Linked DNA regions of Bos taurus: region 1 is linked to region 2. A link is a contact called in public Hi-C data. All regions are on one chromosome and are shown on one strand. Each heading gives the region's core, a stretch centred on a gene start, on an enhancer-like site or on the middle of the called end of the contact. The rest is flanking DNA. Distances are from core to core; before and after follow the strand shown. Region 1 has its middle 48 kb from the start of MIR148D. Region 2 overlaps SNX10 (sorting nexin 10).

What was found. Hi-C and Micro-C count contacts between places; a contact is called where the count stands out from the background.
Region 1: a contact with region 2 is called in a Hi-C map of liver, with 2.5 times the contacts expected there. The contact joins two enhancer-like sites. A contact is called at or near these places in 3 of 11 Hi-C or Micro-C datasets (liver and skeletal muscle).

The regions. Positions count from the first base shown.
Region 1 is chr4:69,995,775-69,999,715 of ARS-UCD2.0, forward strand. No RefSeq gene overlaps it. Among named protein-coding and RNA genes, the nearest start is that of MIR148D, 48 kb to the left of the region's middle. Within about 2 kb of position 1,912, at least 18 of the 102 cell types and tissues checked have an H3K27ac peak or open chromatin away from gene starts, as enhancers often do. A contact at or near this core is called in liver, where this site is marked.
Region 2 is chr4:69,594,182-69,598,434 of ARS-UCD2.0, forward strand. SNX10 (sorting nexin 10) reads right to left here. Exons shown (of 7, transcript NM_001075375.1): 5 at 3,990-4,088. Among named protein-coding and RNA genes, the nearest start is that of SNX10, 59 kb to the right of the region's middle. Within about 2 kb of position 1,585, at least 5 of the 102 cell types and tissues checked have an H3K27ac peak or open chromatin away from gene starts, as enhancers often do. A contact at or near this core is called in liver, where this site is marked.

The DNA of each region.
Region 1 (3,941 bases), core at 662-3,161, 400 kb after region 2:
GATGTCCCACCTTCTCTTATTTTGAAAAAGGAAAACTTAAATCAATATTTCATCTTTTGTTTATAATGTACATACTCAAATCCTAATTTTTCTTAGGTACTAGTAGCAATGGGTAGGGCTTTTCTGGTGGTTTAGTGGTAAACAATATGCCTACAATGAAGGATACCAGGGTTTGATCCCTGGGTTGGGAAGACCCCCTGGAGAAGGAAATGACAACCCACTCCAGTATTCTTGCCTGAAGAATCCCATGGACAGAGGAGCCTCTTGGGCTACAGTCCATGGAGTTGAAAAGAGTCGGACGTGACTAAGTGACTTTCACTCACTCACTCGGCAATGGGTAAGCACCTGGCAGTAATAGGAAAACCTTGTGTCTGTGTGTGCTAAGTTGCTCCAGTCGTGTCCGACTCTGAGTGACCCTATGGACTGTAACCTGCCAGGCTTCTGTGTCCATGGGATTCTCCAGGCAAGAATACTGGAGTGGGTTGCCGCTTCCTCCTCTAGAAGGTCTTCCTAACCCAGGGATCGAACCCTTGTCCCTTACGTCTCCTGAATTGGTGGGCAAGTTCTTTAGCACTAGCGCCACCTGTGGCAAAGGGAAGCCCTTACATTTTACATTTACAAAACATTTGCATATTTATTATCCCACGTGGGCAGTCATTACCGTTTCAGTTTTTCATTCTTCCTGCTGAGGGTTTTCCACAGAGTTGCAGAGCTAACTAATGGAAGAGCCTACCTTCAAGCCCAGGCCTCCGGACTCCCAGATTACAGCCCTCCCCATCCCTGGGCCACACCACCTGTTTCGACACCGGAAGTATCTCTTGTATTGACCAGGGTAGGAAAACAGCAGTTTTCCACGTGGATGAAAACACAGCTAACTAGGGCATCTCATTCACTGCTGGTGAAAGCATAAATGGACAAGCATTGGAAAAAAGAGTTTGGTGAAATGTATTAACACTGCTCCTCTATACTTTTACCCAGTAATTTTATTTCTAGGAATCTATCCTAAGGAATTAATACTAAGGATATGTGACTAAAGATTTACATAGGAATGTGTTTACTGGAATGCTACTTATAATATCCACCAATAAGAGGTTAGTTAAGAGTATTATGATACATTCCAATAAAAACCTCATTTTGAAGATTATTGGTAGTAAATAAATATTGAGAAGATATTTATGATATAAGATGTAATGAAAAAAGTCAGCATCCAGATAGTGTAGCTACCAGAGGAAAAAAAGAATTTATGGAAATGTTAACAATGCTTAACTGTGGGTGATGAAATTATAAATAATATTTTTAAATTTTTAGTCATTTCTCATGTTCCAAATAGTTCCAATTTTATAGTGAGGAAAAATTCTATTTAACTTTTTAAATATAGTAAAAACAGAGTAAACACTAAAAGCAAATAGTGGTTAGTATTTAAAATCATCATTTTACCTACACTAGTCTATAAACTAGCTCATGTAAAAAGAAAAACAAACAAATGGAGGGCTAATTTGTTATGTTGCCAAGGAGAAGATGATACAAGATTTATGATATAAGATTTGTAATAGAGTGTGTGGTAAATACTTAAAGCTAGAAAATTTTGGCTCCAAACAATTGACTCTGTTGCATGAGCTGAGCCAGTTCCACTAAATGTGCAGGAGCTGGGCTCTAGGAAGCCTTGCTACGAGAACTTCTTGAAAGTTCCTCTACCGGGTAGTCACGTGGTTTCTGCCTTCACTGTCTTTGGCCCTGGCTTGTCCTGTGGGATCAGGAGAAGCAGGCTCAGCCCTGAACAACATCCCCAGCAAGCAAAAGCCCAGAGATAATTTGGGACTTTCTAGGGGGGAAGAAAGAGAAGTACAGACCCAGAGGGAAAGCAGCCGAAGGACTCGGGGTTAACATTCCACTCTGGGAGGAGACTTTAGTCCTTGGAGGGCTTCCAGTCTGAACTTGGAGAATTCATCAACAGGAAAACAAATAGCTGGCGTGCTCTGTATTTACTTTGCCTTTCTCAAGGTTGCAACATAAATTTCCCAACTTTGCTAGCTGTTAAGGCTGAGGAGACATTTTGTGAGTTCAGGGCCTTTCTTCCGGCCTGTGTGACCCACACGTGGAGCCCCGTTTGGGGAAGATCTAGACCCCCTCAGGGTGCAGGGGAAGATGGTGTAGACACTGTTGGACTCTGGCGCCGCACACAGTGTTGGGGTGTCAAGGAGCTGGAGAACTTGAATTCTTCAGACGAGAGCTCCAGGTGGGCTGCTTGGGAAAAAAATCCACTTATGCCACAGGAGTGAAAGCCCTGAGACTTTCTCACGGGGTGAATTTACGGCAGACTGGCCACACAAACTACCCAGTGGTGTTTTAGTGGCGTGGTGTCCGAGGTGTGATGCAGCTGGATCAATTCCTGGCCTTCCTCCACACCACGGAGACATCTGTGCTCTCAGTCCCAGAATTTCCAATTAGCAGAGCAGCTAATGTTGAAAACCACCACATATAATCCAGAAAAAAACTGTCAACGTAACGTTATAAAAATTGAATATGTGTCAGAAGTGGATTTAGATTCTTTAGGTTAATATTATTTTTGCTATTAGGTAATGAAGTGACATTAATTTACTTGTGCTGTGTGATTAGGTTAATTTACTCCAGAATAATCTTGCATTTTAAAAATTAAAAATGGTGGCTCTATCTTCCCATTATCAATCAAAGCAGCAGTAGCACTATAGAAAGCTTCACCATTTTGTACTCAGTTGAGCGCTTATACGCAGTCAGACGAGCAGTAAAGATGACTAATGACCACACTTGGATAGATCTTCATGTTTAAGTACCTACAAATAACTGTCCGTTTGTGAACGGTTAAACTTAATCAATTATTTTTCCTATAGGCAAGATAACCTCTTTCATAAATAAAAATCTACAATTCAGTAGAAATAATATTAGCGTGGCTTAAATCTTATATATAATAATGCCACAGTATGTGAAAACCAAAAGAGGCTCACACACAACACAAGAACGCTTAAGAGTTCATCCTTTTTTTGACCTTCGAAAATATAAGTGCTCTCTCCATGGCTCTATAAATTGTTTAAATCCTTTAATGATTCAAATGTGCTGATAATGTTCCTGCACTCGCTGGAACTGTGGTGCTGTTAATATTTTGAAAATTACTTTAATTAACCTTATTTCATCTTGTAGTAGTTACAGAACACGTTTATATATTTTAAGTACGCATTAATTTGTTTCATCATTAACCTTGGATTCTACCCTTGGTGATTATGGTAATTTATAATTTGGGTTGCATCAGGTGCTAACACATTAGAACAATACACGTTATGGGTCCTGTCAATAGCTTGAGTGGTCAGGATCCTTTCATTTACAGCCTGGAAGAGTGGAAGCAGGGACAGGGGCCATGGTTCAGCAGGTAATCCCAGGGATGGATTTTATATGGCCAGTGATTTTGGTGGAGAAGGAGGGATTCTGAATGGCCAAGCCTGGGACAGACATCCCCCTGCTGTCCACCCCACCTCCTCCTGAGATCAGTGAGGGTGTAATAGACCAAGGGAAAGGAGGAAAATCAGCCGCCAGCCCCCAAACAATGTCAATCATAATAGTTCATCAGATTTAGGTTAAAATATAATGGTGTACTATTAAGAGCATCTGTGTCCCTGCTCAGCTGACAGATTTCCCTCCTCTGTTCCTGTCTTTTCTGACACATCCAGAAATCTAGTACCACTGGCATAGGAGTCTTGGATTTTTACATCTGCCCCCCAATTTGTCACAACTTTCAAAAACCCAGGTTTCATCCCTCACCGGTTCTTTTGGATATCCCAGCACTATCCAATTCAAGACATCCTGCTGTGGGCCCCGTGGGCACCATGAGCCACAGGGACGCCAGGCTCCCTGCCCCCCAAGGTGCAGAGCTCGGGAAGCAGGTAGGCAGCAGCAGGAGCGATTTGCCAGTG
Region 2 (4,253 bases), core at 335-2,834:
GTATTAACTTCACAGATGACCTTAAAATGGAAAAAATACATATTTATATTATAGATACACACCTATGCACAGAAACAGCAGTATTTTGGTTTCAAAGAGGTTGAACATATACAACACTCTTTAACTTCAAAATTTATATAAAAACCAAGTTTTTTAAGAATTCAAAAAGCAGCATGTTTATTTGGGGCACTTATTGGGGAGCCCCCTAATTTCATTCCCCTTCATCATCACCAGTTTAAAAACCAAGTCTTAAAAACACACGCTAAAAAGAGAATTCCCTGGTGGTCCAGTGGTTGGGACTCTGTGCTTCCACTGCAGGGAGTGCAGGTTCAATCCCTGGTCAGGGAACTAGGATCCTGCATGCTGTGTGGTGCAGCCAACAATAATTAAAAATACACGCTAAAAATCTACAATACACAGGCATATTTCGTACTTTAATATTGTGGTGTTTTCTTCTTAAATTCCCAAAGTGCCCTACAAACAAGGAATAGGCTACCGATAGTAGCCTCACTTAACGGGTAACCAACAGAGCCTCAGGGGACCTCAAGGTGGGGTCAGGACACAGATGGCTGAGTTGCACGTTGCATCCAGTTTCCCAAAGTGGGCTCAGGCTGGGGGGACAGAGGGGTCCACGAGAGGCAGAGACATGCAAGGTTGCTATTTCTGCACACACTGGACAAAGAACAGGACTATGTATCAGATTTGAGGGGCACAGAAAAGACGGTGGGGAGGACAGCAGGGGCCACAGCATTCAAGGCCTTTAAGTGAGGACTAAACCAAAGTGTGGTATTAGACTCCTTGTTTCCTTCAGGAGCAGACTACATAGAAGCACCAGCTTTCACGTTTTATGTGAAATTCATCTCTTGGAGACTAATGTTCACAGACCATAACGGGACAAATAACATCACGATGGTGTCTGCTCCATGATTTGACTTCTGGATGACATCAAGATTCAACTTTAATGAATCAAGACATCCCTGATAAGTATGCAGTTGCCTCCCCGCTAGAATGGAAGCTTCAAGAGGACAAGGATATGTGTCTGTCTTGTGCAGTCCTATATCCTCAGTACCCAGCCTGGTCAAAAGCAGTCACTTCATATATTGGCTCACTGAGTCCTTTCCCAACCTTCCTTTGAATGACACAACTACCCGTGAGGCCGGTGGTGTGTGTATTACATTATCACACTTTCCAGCAAACCAAGGCTCACAGGAATGAATGACTTTTCTGAGGTTTCAGAGCCAGAAAACAACCAGGAGCCAAGATTCACAGGAGACCTGGAACCCAATCCCTCCAGCTCCTGACCCAAGACACTTTCCATTATGACCTCTGCGTGAAATTCAACCAGCAAACTGCCAAACAACACAGCATGCAAGAGTAACCTAGAGTAGCTACGCACAGCCCCTCAACAGCCTGCTGACTCTCACACTGGCAGGAATTTGGTTGCCCAATTGTGCAAAGAAAGGTCACGTTCAAAACAATGAAGTAATTCCTGGTCAAAAAAACACAGGCCTTGAGCTTAACAAGCAACATAAGCAAAGAGACACATGGTGTCCTTTGATCTCAAATAAGGACACTTCTCTACAGAAAACACGCAGCTCCCCAAATGCTTACGGAGACTGCAGGATATGACTAGCCCTGTCCGGGACTCACTGGCGATGGCCGGTCTGCAGTTTCCCCCAGCAGCATCTGGAGTGACAGGCCACTCTGCAAACTTGTCTGTGGGGATCAGGTCTTTAGGGAGAGGCCATCAGCCACCTGGGTCTCATATAGACAATTAAAATTGGAGCTATACCCAAAAGGAAAGGGCAGGAAAAACTTGAGCAGGTCTTTGTTGTCATGCCTAGGAAACGCCACAGAACACCACTGTGAGGACTTCTGAGGACTTGGCTCAGTTAGATTCTTCTGTTCTCTTGACATTTTTATTCCTCCATTTCCCGCCCCCACCTTTTTCTTTTCCAGCCCTCCCTCAATTTATAACCTTGGCTGTTTCTGTATGTCTCTATGACCCCTTCAAAGGAAAAGCATGATACCAATCTAATAGAAATAAATATTAATATTCATGTGGATACTTAATACCCAAGCCTTTGATGAGTGAGCCATAGAGAGAGAGAGAGCCAGAGGGCAGTATATTATTTCAGGCTAGCTCGAAGGTGCCGAGTAGAACATTCAAGATGGTTTCAGATCCTGAAGCTAGTAGAAAAAGAGTTCAGGAGACTGGGCCCTGCACTAACTAGTAGTCATAGGACTCAGCTTATTCCCTTATCTATAAATAGGAAGACAGAAAAATTAGCTCAAAGCTATTTCATGTCTAAGTGCATTAAAATAGTGGCTGATACTTGGCTATCACACATTATACTTCAGTCTGTTGTGAGTGCTTTACATTCATTAACTGATTCAATCCTCTTGACAGCCTTATGAAGTAGATACTATTATTACCCCATTTTACAGGTGGGCAAACACAAGCGCAGAGGAGGTAAAAGGCTTGCCTAAATTCCCAGCTAAAGTAGCAGAAGCAGGATTTGAACCCAGGCAGTCTGGCCTCAGAGTCTGTGTGCAGATTAGTGTGTTGTCCCATGGGATGAATATTCCAGTATTACAGAGTAGAAATTAAAAAAAGAGGAATCATAGCAGTGTGAATTCAAGTCACTTTCACTGCAGCACCAACCATAACCAAGTGTTTCAGAGTTAATAACCTTCTGTGTCCATGTGTGCTAAGACAATCAGTTGTGTCCAACTCTTTACAGCGCCATGGATTGTACCTGCCAGGCTTTTCTGTCCATGGGCTTCTCCAGGCAAGAATACTGGAGTGGGTAGCCATTCCCTTGTCCAGCAGATCTTCCTGACACAGGAATTAAACCCATGTGTCTTACATCTCCTGCATTGGAAGGCAGGTTCTTTATCACTAGCGCCACCTGGGAAGCCCTAATAACCCACTAAGACTATTAAAACACCAATAAATACTCCCTTATAAACATTCCCTCCAAAGAGTAGCAACAAGTTATTCACTTAGAGGAGCTCAGAACACTGTTAGCAGCCCACTGTAGAGCTGATGTTGGTATGTCGATCCTAAACGTTGTAAATACAGAGTTTCTAAGAAGTGCTTTTAATAAGGAACATTTGTTTCCTGGCAAATTTTACTCTTGTCAGCTAAACTCCCAAGCAATTTGGCTCTGCTTTATAGCTTAAGGGAGTATATATTTATTATCTGATTCAATTAGTTCATTGTTTTCTTTCTGGAAGGTTTGGTCCTGAATATGCACTGTGTGAGGTGAGCCACAAGATGGTGCTCTAATATAGGAAATGACTGAGCACAGCGCGGCACAAATGGATTTATAGTTCTGAGGAGGATTAGTATTGGCTTCTATTGGCCAATACCTGAAAGTTACTGTAGAGGACTGAATTGTGTCTCCTTGAGAGAGATGTTCTTCTTAAATCCCAGTAACCTATGATCATGACCTTTGGAAATAAGATTTTAGCAGGTGTAATTAAATTAAGGATCTCAAGACAGATGATCCTGGATTTAGGGTGGGCTCTAAATCCAATGATTGATGTTCTTTTGAGAGAAAGGAAAGGAAATCTGAGACACAGAGAAAAGAAAGACATGTAAGGATGGAGGCAGGGGTTAAACTAGCTTCCCTGGTGGTTCAGACTCTGCCTACAATCTGCCTACAATGCAGGAAACCCAGGTTCAATCCGTAGGTTGAGAAGATACCCTGGAGAAGAGAATGGCAATCCACTTCAGTATTCTTGCCTGGAGAATCCCTTGGACAGAGAAGACTGGTGGGCTAAAGTCCATGGGATCGCAAAGAGTCAGACACGACTGAATGGCTAACAATATAGGAAATGAATTACTGAGCATCCCTCCAAAGCAGATTATCAGCATTTTAGAAACAGGAACATTCTCTCCGGCTTGATCACAGGACCCTCAATTCTTACAGAGTGCTGTGCTCGCATCTCCCATCTGGCCACCAGAGTTTCTGCACACTTACTTTCTGAGGAAATCCTCCAAACCCTGACGGCGCTGATCTACATGCTGGCGATTGTTCATGTTGAAAAATAGGTTTTTAGATGGAAGTTCTGGCAGTTGTCTTATGAGAAAGAAAAAAAAAATTTTTTTAATCATCAAATCAAGGCAATTTAGTTACAGAAATCCCTCAAAATGAAAGCAAATCATGCATGATAATTATCACACAACTATTATATAATTATACACATATTTTATAGTTACATTATACAATAAGGGTATGAAAAAA